Regions from separate parts of the Sus scrofa genome. Here region 2 is linked to region 1. The links are chromatin contacts, called in public Hi-C maps. All regions are on one chromosome and are shown on one strand. Each heading gives the region's core, a stretch centred on a gene start, on an enhancer-like site or on the middle of the called end of the contact. The rest is flanking DNA. Distances are from core to core; before and after follow the strand shown.

What was found. Hi-C and Micro-C count contacts between places; a contact is called where the count stands out from the background.
Region 2: a contact with region 1 is called in a Hi-C map of embryonic fibroblasts, with 2.2 times the contacts expected there. The contact joins the promoter of PLEKHF1 here to the enhancer-like site in region 1. A contact is called at or near these places in 5 of 47 Hi-C or Micro-C datasets (embryonic fibroblasts, heart right ventricle, skeletal muscle and 1 more) and 2 of 2 datasets of contacts at active chromatin or transcription factors (alveolar macrophages and skeletal muscle).

Annotation. Positions count from the first base shown.
Region 1 is chr6:39,748,953-39,754,088 of Sscrofa11.1, reverse strand. No RefSeq gene overlaps it. Among named protein-coding and RNA genes, the nearest start is that of POP4, 17 kb to the right of the region's middle. Within about 2 kb of position 3,853, at least 8 of the 83 cell types and tissues checked have an H3K27ac peak or open chromatin away from gene starts, as enhancers often do. A contact at or near this core is called in alveolar macrophages and embryonic fibroblasts, where this site is marked.
Region 2 is chr6:39,782,974-39,788,103 of Sscrofa11.1, reverse strand. PLEKHF1 (pleckstrin homology domain-containing family F member 1) reads right to left here and starts at 1,903. Exons shown (of 2, transcript XM_005653260.3): 1 at 1,627-1,903.

The sequences.
Region 1 (5,136 bases), core at 2,604-5,103:
TGCCTGGCTGGCCGAGGCCACACTCTGCTCATCCCGCTGGCCACACGGCTGTGAGTTGGAGGCTCACGTAGGCACTTGAGGTTGGGGGGGTGGGAGAGGCCTGTTAACCTAAGGCCTTGTCTGTGGGGAGTTCTTTGCACCCCTTAAACCTAGTTTTGTGTATCCCTGATGCCAACACCCTGGTCCAGGCCAGGGAAGTCCCTCCCAGGCACAGCCTTCTCACTGGTCTCCCAGTCCTGGCCATGGCCAGTGCCAGCTCACCTCTTGTCTCCCTCCCTCCCTCCCAATCCTTGGCTTCTCCTGACCCACCCAGTGCTGCAGCCACCACTCTCCCCTCGAGACCCCCTTGCCCACCTCCAGTTCCTCTGCACAATTTCTCTTTGCCTGCCTAGTTCCAGCTCAGCCCTCTGGCCTCATCTTTTTTTTTTTCCTTTTTGTCTTTTTAGTGCCACACTGACAGCATATGGAAGTTTTCAGGCTAGGGGTCAAATCGGAGCTGTAGCTGCCAGCCTACACCACAGCCACAGCAATGCCAGATCCGAGCTGCATCTGCAAACTACACCACAGCTTGTGGCAACACTGGATCCTTAACCCACTGAGCAAGGCCAAGGATTGAACCCTCGTCCTCACAGACACTAGTCAGGTTCATTACCACTGAGCCACAACAGGAACTCTGCCTCTGGCCTCATCTCAAGTTCAGGTCACAGAGGAAGCTTGCTCCACCTCCAGACACGGCAGGTGCCCCTGTCCCAGGCCCTGTTTCCCTTCCCACCCCCTATGCAAACCCCCGTGACCCCATTCCCTCCACTCACTGTCTGTCACACCCACTAGATAGAGAATATCTCTTGGGTGGGGGTGAGGTCTGTGGCAGTCACACCCTAGTGACAGCATTGCTGACCTCTTGGTCCCTGGAGGTTCAGAGCAGAAAGTGAGAACCAATATTTTGAGGGGGAGGTGTTAAAATTGTGAATTTGATAACACACAAAGTTTCTTAAGACTTGGGGTTTCCTTGTTTTAAATCCATGATCTTTGAGCAAGAGCCATTACGGTAAGCCAGCACTGCTATTAAGAAACAAGTTTGCAGAGTTCCCACTGTGGTGCAGTGGAAACAAATCCATCTCGTATCCATGAGAATGCGGGTTCAATCCCTGGCCTCCCTCAGTGGGTTGGGGATCTGGCATTGCCTTGAGCTGTGGTGTAGGTCACAGATGTGGCTTGGAACCCCCGTTGCTGTGGCTGTGGTAGCCCACAGCTATAGTTCCAATTCGACCCCTAGTCTGGGAACTTCCCTATGCCTTGCGTGCAGCCCTTAAAAAAAAAAAAAAGGGAAGAAACAAGATTTCAGGAAGATGCTTACCTTTCAGAAATGTACGAGGCACCCACATACCAGACCCCCACACAGAAAGGACACACATCCTAAATTCACAATCCTATGAGCAATTATTGGCCAGCAAATGCACTCATGTGTCCGGTCCCCAGACCACAGTGTCACATCTTCTGTGACAGGTGCCAAACAACGGCTCAGGCTCAAGTGTGTCGTCAAATCTCTTGCAGGGAGTCCTGGCAGAGACAGACCCTCCCCCTTTTTTTTGTCTTTTTGCCATTTCTTGGGCCACTCCTGCGGTATATGAAGGTTCCCAGGCTAGGGGTCTAATCAGAGCTGTAGCTACCGGCCTACACCAGAGCCACAGCAATGCGGGATCCGAGCTGCATCTGCAACCTACACCACAGCTCACGGCAACACCGGATCCTTAACCCACTGAGCAAGGGCAGGGATCGAACCCGCAACCTCATGGTTCCTAGTCGAATTCGTTAACCACGGAGCCACGACGGGAACTCCCCGACAGACCCCACTTCTTGAGAGATTTGATGACATGCTTTGAGCCTGAGCCGTTGTTTGGCCCCGTGTTCTGGGCAGCTCCCTGGTAAATGGAAAACAAGCCCCAAGTGGTAGCGTGGGGTAGACATCCCCACCATGGCTGGTCCCTGGTTGCTGATGCAAGTGATGCTTCAGGAAGAGAGGTGCATGTCAGCTCTCCTGGGCAGGGGAGCCTCTCCTGCACACCCCTGTTTAGGGTCAGTTATTATGAACAGTGTTACAGTCACACGTTTTGGGGGATACAGAGGGTAACAAACGAAGGATGCTTTCCATCCCACACCAAGGCAAGTTTCCACTGAAGGGAAGGGCCAGGCCAGAGGTGGCTCCCTCTGCAAAACTGTTTCTCTCCCTCCCATTCTTCTGCGGGGGGCTGGGAGTACAGTTTAATTGCTTTCGATTAAAAGAAATTACCATACTGGAGTTCCCATCCTGGAGCTGCAGAAATGAAACCGACTAGGAACCATGAGGTTGTGGGTTCCATCCCCGGCCTCACTAGTGGGTTAAGGATCCGTCGATGCTGTGAGCTGTGGTGTGGGTCACAGACATGGCTGGATCTGGCGTTGCTGTGGCTGTGGTGTAGGCCGGTGACTGTAGCTCCAATTAGACCCCTGGCCTGGGAACATTCATATGCTGCGGGTACAGCCCTAAAAAGCAAAAAAAAAAAAAAAAAAAAAAAGAAAAAAGAAAAGAAAAGAAATTACCATAAACACACTCTTTTTTTTTTTTTTTTTCCCCGCTTCTATGAGCTACTGATGCCGGCCTACGTGACAGCCACAGCAACACAGGATCTGAGCCACATCTGCCACCCACACCACAGCTCACTGATCGAAGGCAGGACATCAAAGCCATGTCCTCATAGTTACTAGTCAGGTTCATTTCTGATGAGCCACAATGGGAGCTCCCACAAACACACTCTTTATTCACATCCTTTGTTTTTGAGCCTGAAGGTCATGAGTAGGTCGAGCTTGGGTCTCCTGACTGGATGCCAGGTTCCTTTAACTCAGCCCCTCCAGGCTGGGTAGCCCACACCAGCCACACCTGTACCCACCCCACACCCTGGGGTCCAGTGGGCGAAGCTGGAAAGGGCAGAGGAGTGCCGGCCACACACACTGCATGTCACAGCTGCTCCTGGAGTGTAAGTGCATCTGGCTAAGTACCCAGCAAGGGCAGGGCTCCATGACACAGGGGGCTGCTGCTGCCTGGGGTGGCTGCCAGTGTGGAAGGGTGGGGAGCCTGTGGGTCCCAGGACACAGGGCTGCTCTCCTGTGGACAAGCTGCTGCAGTGGCAGGGTCGTTTGGGCTGGATGGGATCACTGGCCAGTGTCACAGCTGCCGTGGGCTAACGCTTATCCATCAGTAGGATAAAAAAACTCTTGGCTCCTTGGGTTTTTGTTTGTTTGTTTGTTTTTGGGGGGGTGTCAGACAACTATTTAGCTGAACACTTGTTATATGCAAGACGGTGTTCCAGATTGCACTGAGGTCATGATGGTTGCAATGACAAGACAAGTGAAGTCCTGGTGTTCGTGGACCTTTCTAGTGGAAGAAAATGACAATGAACAATGGATAAGCTTATGCTTAGTACTAAGAAATGCTACAGAAGATGTAAGATGGGGTCGTAATGAGCGAGGAACTGATATGGGGGGCTGCTGAATGAGGACGGGGAGGCCCCTAGGAGAGAGGGGCTGGCTGTGGAGAGCTGAATGCAGAGGATGGGCTGCCTTGCGGTGGAAGGTCCAGGGGAAATGTCCCAAGCAGAGGGTGTGGCAGGTGCCCGTGCTCTGAGTAGACCAGAGGTATGTGGAGAGGAGGGATGGGATGCTGGAGAGGTGGCCCAGGGCAGGGTGGAAGATGCTGGCTTTGATTTGAAGTGCACTGGGAAGGCCCATGTGGCTTCTGAGCAGAAGGGCAATACAGTCTGAGTCACGCTTCGGGAAGGCCACCTCAGCTGTGGGGGTGGGCAGGGAGGCCAGTGAGGGGTGTGGCTGTGGCTGAGAAGACAGTGGGAGGGAGCAGGAAGACAGAGGGGAAGGAGAGCCACCTAGACTTAATGAGAGATTGGATGGGGAGCGTGGCTTCCTAGCTTGAGTGACGGGACAGGCCATTGGCTGAGGTGAGAGTGGAGGAAAGTCCCCAGTTCTGGGTGCAGCCGCATCAGACTGGGGTGCCACAGGATGTGCAGGTGGAGCTGTCAGTGGGCACCTGTTAGGGGTCAGAGAGTGCGTCTAGATCACTGGGGAGACAGCAGAGATCCATTCAGTTGTCGTCCTTCAGGAGTTCATGTCGGAACTGGGGGGTGTGGGGAGGCAGACAATAGTTACAGATTTGGGTCTGGGGTCGGAGAAGTTAGGTTGCCAATATGACTTTGAGTCTTAAGTGCCTTTGAAGTTGTGGATGAGACAAATGTGGAAGCATCCGACGGTGGAATTCCGGGCTTGTCCAACATTTAGAAGTTTGGAATAGGAGAAGGGTCCTTTCATGGGAGGTGTGAGAGGTGTGGTCCGGGAGGCAGGAGGAAAGGCAGGGCATATGGGACTCTAGAAATGTTTCAAGAGGCAGGGAAGTTAGTCATGTTCAATGCTGCTAAAAGACCAAATAAGGCTGAGAACGGACTACTGACTTTGGAATGATGTAGAGTTCATTTAAGTGAGAGCTGTTCAGGGCAGCGGTGGGGCTGAAAGCAAGAAAAGGTTTTCCCTTGCATCCCATTTCACTGCATTCCAGCCAATCCTGCCCTGTCCTGGTCTGTGCCATCTCCCCTGGTCTGTGCCATCTCTCCTGATCCACGCATCTATGGTATTTAGCCAGAACCCCTGGATGATTCCTCCTCTTCCTCCATCTTCCTCCGGCATCCAGAAGCTAGGTCTCAAGGACCAGGCCTGCAAACATTTTCTGTGAAAGGTATACAAAGGGGCAGATCTGGGTGCCTGAGAACTGCCTTCTAGGTAGCACCCTCTTTGACCAAAGCTGACCACTTGGGGCCTGTCCATTCTGGACCCTGCTGGGGACGCCAGCTCTGACACTGCTCTGGGCAGTCCATCTCTGCGTCTGTCTACTTAGCAAGGCTTGTCCTTCACAGCTCAGGAAAAATTACCAAGGATGTTATTGACTCTAATTTTAATTTGTCTAGCACTCTTGTTAATGATGTCTATTTAAGACATCCATTAAAGGCCCATGAGGTTAATTAAATGGACAATTCCAATACAGTTCTATTAGAACCTCCTCTATTAAATTAATATTATAGACATTTAACAGATGTC
Region 2 (5,130 bases), core at 654-3,153, 36 kb before region 1:
TGACCCTCTCTGATGTTGAGATACAGGGCTGTTCAAATTCCAAAGGAATATATCCCTGATCAAGTTTCAGAGTGACTAAGAATGGCCATTTTTCCACCTGTAAAAGGGGCTGATGACCACTTGTCCCTGCACAGCTCTTCAGGAGTTCAGGGAGAAAGGGAAGGAGATTCCAGGTGATTCCAGCTGGGAAGGAACTGCCACCTCTCTCGGTCTGCCTCAGTCACAGCCTCTGCGAAATGGGAGATTATGCCCTGCCTCATTTCCTTGGACAATTCCCACCCAAAGTCACAAAGTCAAAGGCTTCAGGGGACAGGAAGCTCCTAAGTGCAAAAGGCCAGGGAGGACCTGGGCCACCAGGAAGGCGCTGCCGCTCTTCCTCTCCTCCCTGCTCCTCTGGGGCAGTTGTCCCAGCCCACTTCTCACTCCGCAGACTGGGACCAGGGGGTGAGGCCCCGACGACGGCGTGAGTCAGGAATCCTCGAACTGTCTCCGGACCGTGAGAGCGGAGATCCCTGCAGCCCCAGGGCTCAAGGCCCACGGGCCCCTCTAGACGTTTTCCGCACTGATGTTGCGCATCCTGAGATGACCCTGCCTCGACTCCCGAGGCCCGTTACCCGTATTCACCCCGCTCTCCCTGGAGCCCCAGCAGTTCCCACCTCGCCTCCAGCCCCACCAGCTAGGCGCCTCTACTTCAGGGCGAGAGTCCGACCGAGATGGCCCTGACTGCGCGTCCGCCCCGCCCGGGCCCAGGGGCCGCCCCGACGAGGCGGCCGGGGGAGCTTGAAATCCGCCGGAGGGCAGCCCTCCAGCTCCGCGCGACACAGCGCAGCCGGAGACCCTTACCTCCTCGGCCGGGGCCCCGTGCGCCCCGCGCCCCGCCTGCAGCCGGCCGGCCAGACCACACTCAGCCACCGCGTTCCGCTGGTCGGCGGGGGCCAAACTCCGCCGCCCAAGCCGCCGCGTTCCAACTCTCCCCGACACGCCCCTCGATACGGCTCCGCCAATCCGAGCCCTGGCTCGCAGCGGGGGCGGGGCCTGGGCGCCCACTCTTGGAACTCAAGTTCCCGAGAAATGTACGCGGGCGGAACGGCAGGAGTTTGAGTGGGTTTGCGGTGCGCGCTTGCCCCGGGCCTGCGCTGGGAGTTCTCCTCGTTCGCTCCGGGAGCTGAGTCCCTACTTTCAGGCCCCCGCCCCCCCAGTTTCCCTTTCCGCCGCCACACTCCGCTGGCTGGCTGTTCTCGCCCCGAGGGAGACTGCGTCCTCGCCCGACCGGGGCCTGCCTGCGGGCCAGGAGAATGGGGCGGGAGGCGGTGTGTTATTACTGTGCCTTCTGCTGCCCCTGGCGAACCTCCCTGCTGCTAGCTGACACAGTCCTCTCTCGGCAGCTGAGAGACTGATAATCATAATATTAAAAATGAGCAGCCTTCTCTGTTCTATAGCTTAAAAAATTGTATAGTGGATACTTTCAAACATATCCTGAAGATGCGAATTCAATGGACTCACCTACCCATTCCCGAACGGCAACATTCCGGTCACCAGCGGGTAATATCCCCCCCCCCATCCCCCTCAACACTTCATTTCACACTAGCTTCTTCCTGTTCTTCAAACCCCCAAGGTTGTTCTCACCTTTGTGCCTTTGCACTTCCTTTTCGTCTCCAGATCTTCCCCAGGCTGCATTGTTGGCATTTAAGGTCAACTCAAACTGTCACCTCCTCTGAGGCTTCCCTGACCCACCCCGTCACCCTCTCCTACCTCACCCCGTTTTATTATTTTGGAAAGCTCTTCTCTAAACCTGAGATCATCTGATGAAGTCACTTGTTTACATGTCCGTGGCTATCCCCCCCACCTCGGCTGTGAGCCCGCGCGGGCTGGACTGCTTCTCTCGTTCGTTCCTTTCTCTCCAGTGCCGAGAACTGAGTTCTGCTCTTAGTCAATGGTCTGTCACCCAGATGGGTTTGTCTTACCAAATAGGGCAGACCTGGGCATTGTCTGCCCAGAGGGGCTGGCTCAGGCCAGGGCAGTGCCTGCTGGGCGAGGACCAAAGTGAGAGACAGCAGCTGGAGGAAGAGCTGACCCGGTTCTGCGTGCCTGGCTCACTGGACCTCCTGCTCTGCCCAGGGCCAGGGGGCGGTGCTGGGGGTCTGAGCTGAGCAATGGGGGCTGGCTCTCCTGGGTGGTGTGGACAGGGACTGTGAGGTGGGGTCCTGCGCTGGGATCTGCCTTTCCCAGCCCAGTGGAATGGGCACGTTCCCACAAGGGAAGGGGATGAGGCAAGAGAGGAAAGAACCAGGAGAGGCCTAGAGGAGGAGGAGGGGTGGAAGCGATAGGCAGCCAGCTGTGGCCTCAGAGAGTCCACCTCCACTGCCTTCCCAGCCGTGGTTACCCTCACCCAGCAGAAGCCACGGCCCCACAAAAGTATTTAAACATTTATACTGTGCATTGCCAAGACTTCGTCTTTAAGGATTATACACAAATATCAGGATTTTCAGCTTCTCTTAAACCAGAGGATTTGAAGGTTCCAGTCCCCCATCTCTGCATGGAGCTGTCCCCTTTAGATAGGGCCTGTGTTCCCCCACTCACCACAGTCCCCACCACTCTCATCCCCACTTTACCCACTTACGTACCTGCAGTTGAATACACATTTTTTTGAGAAAGTTATATTTTTAATTTAATGTTTTTAATGTTCAACAAAATTAATGTCAATTCTTTGTTGTTGTTTTTTTGTTTATTTTTTTAGGGTCACACCCTTGACATATGGAACTTCCCAGGCTAGGGGTCGAATCGGAGCTGCAGTCACCGGCCTGCACCACAGCCACAGCAACGTAGGATCCTTAACCCACTGAGCAAGGCCAGGGATCGAACCCACATCCTCATGGATCCTGGTCAGGTTCCTTAACCACTGAGCCGTAAAGGGGACTCCTGTAAATTCTATTTATATAAATTCAGAAAGAGACAGTGTCAGCTTAGGTGATAAAATTATATACAAAGAAGAACAGGAATTTATTATCATAAACACTAGGATAGTAGTTGCCTTATGAAAAGGAGAAAGAAGGGTTCTTCGAAGCAAGCAGGAGAGGGATTGAGGATGCTATAATGTTTGTTTTCTTGACTTAGGTAATAGCTACATGACCACTGGGTTTGCAGTAAGATATTTAGCTGAACACAGAACAACAATTATATATTGTATGTATATGTTTCTGTACATCTATTTGTTATCAGATAGGTTAAATCATATACAGTAAATAAAATACATTGTAAATGACAAATAATTTGGTAATGAATCAACACTTAATTAAAACTCTCATTCTCCTAATTAAATTGATTATAGTCAAACTATACTTCTGATAACCAGAGAATGGAAGGAAAAGATAAACCTCTGAAGACAATGTTATAAATTAAGAGAATGCTAGTTTTAAAGTACTCTGATAAAATGACATGTCTTTTAATCATTGCTTTTATTATGAAAATTAATTCAAATGTAATGCCCTTAGTGTTTCTATTTTTCTTTTTTCTTTTTTTTCTTTTTTGGTTTTAGTAGCTCTGTAATAAGTCAATTGACTACAAAGATTTTCTCCCATGGAATAAACATTTGAGTTTAAGAGTTCTGCTGGCATAGCCAGGCCTCCCTCTCCACCAGACAGAAGAGAGAGAGAGACCAGGCCCCAAGATCCCAGAGGCTGCGTTATAACCAGGGAGATGCGTAGAGAGAGACACAGGGAAATGCCATCCCAAGTACACACATGCTTGTCGCTGGGGGTGGGGGGATAGGGATGGAGGGAGCTTGGAGCTTTGCCTTTAAGGCCATGTTCCATGACGGCCTCAGGGCCAGATCCCTCACTTCCCCAGCAAGAGAGGGCGTCCTCCAGGAAGGCAGGCCCTGCCTGGGCTGAGGTGGCTCTGGGAAGCCCTGTGATTAGGCCCTCGGGCACAGAGCAGGTGTCCAGGAAAGGGAGGCATGTTTGTGATTCCGGAAAACCAGAGAGAAGATCACCCCTGTTGGTCCTGGGGTTAGGAGGTCCCAGCTATCCTTACCACGCTGCTGGTCCAGGGCCCACTGGGACCTCGGTCCCCTGATCGGTCCTTACTTCCAGGGCTGACATTCTGTGGAGCTGGGTGCGGCTCTGGGAAACCCCTTGGAGGCAGCACAAGCTCCGATCTTCTAATGGTCCACCCCTTCCCACCAGGGACCAGCCGTGGGCTGAGAAGTCCTGGGTGGAGGGCCCAGCTCCTCCAAATAGGAGGAAAAACTCGTGACTCAGGGAAAGGCAGAAGTTGAGTCAGCCAAGCCACAAGCTGTGGAAAAAATGAGGTCTCCCTGAGGCTTTTTCTGCTCTTCGGCTAAGAAGCCCTTGCTGAGGGAAAGCTGGCATCCAGACTTGGGGAACTGGGCTTTCCGGAAGGCGCCAGGCTCAGGGTTTTCAGGTTAGGGGTTCTGGCAGTCCCCCCTGTGGAAAATGCCAGGAATATCTGTGGGATCGGCTCTTAAGTTCTAAGTGCCAAGCAGTGTGTGCTAAGCTCTTGACACCATCTTACCTCTCCCCAGGCTGGACCTGCCATGCCTAGCTTTGGGCTTGAGAAAGGGAGACAGATGCTAAAGCATCGAAGGGGGAAGTGTTGAGACGCACACAAAAGCGAGAGAAAACAGAGGGACAAAAGAGTAACAATTGATGACCTTAGGTAGGGGGTCAGCAAACTTTCTCTGTGAAGGGTCAGATAGTAAAGATTTGGGGCTCTGGGAACCAGGAGTCCCGGGGCACCTTCTCAACGCTGCCCTTGTAGAGTGACCAACGGGGCACGGGCGGTCTGCCAGTGCTTAGCAAATGCACTGACTGTCCTATCATTTTCATGTGCCATGAAAGCTGCTTCTTCTGAGGGTTTTTTTTTTTTTTTTCTTATAAGCACTTAAAAAAATGCAACAGCAGCAAAAATTAACGCAACATTGTAAATCAATTATGCTTCAATTTTTTTTAGAAAAATGTAAAATCCCTTCTTGGCTCACGTGTTGTACAAAAACAGGCCACAGGCTGGGGTTTGCCAACCCCCAACTTTGAGCTGCTCGTCGTAGTTGCAACTCTTCTGTCAGTTTGCAAGGATTCAAAGCAGAAAGTGGAGAAAACAAGAAGAAAAAGG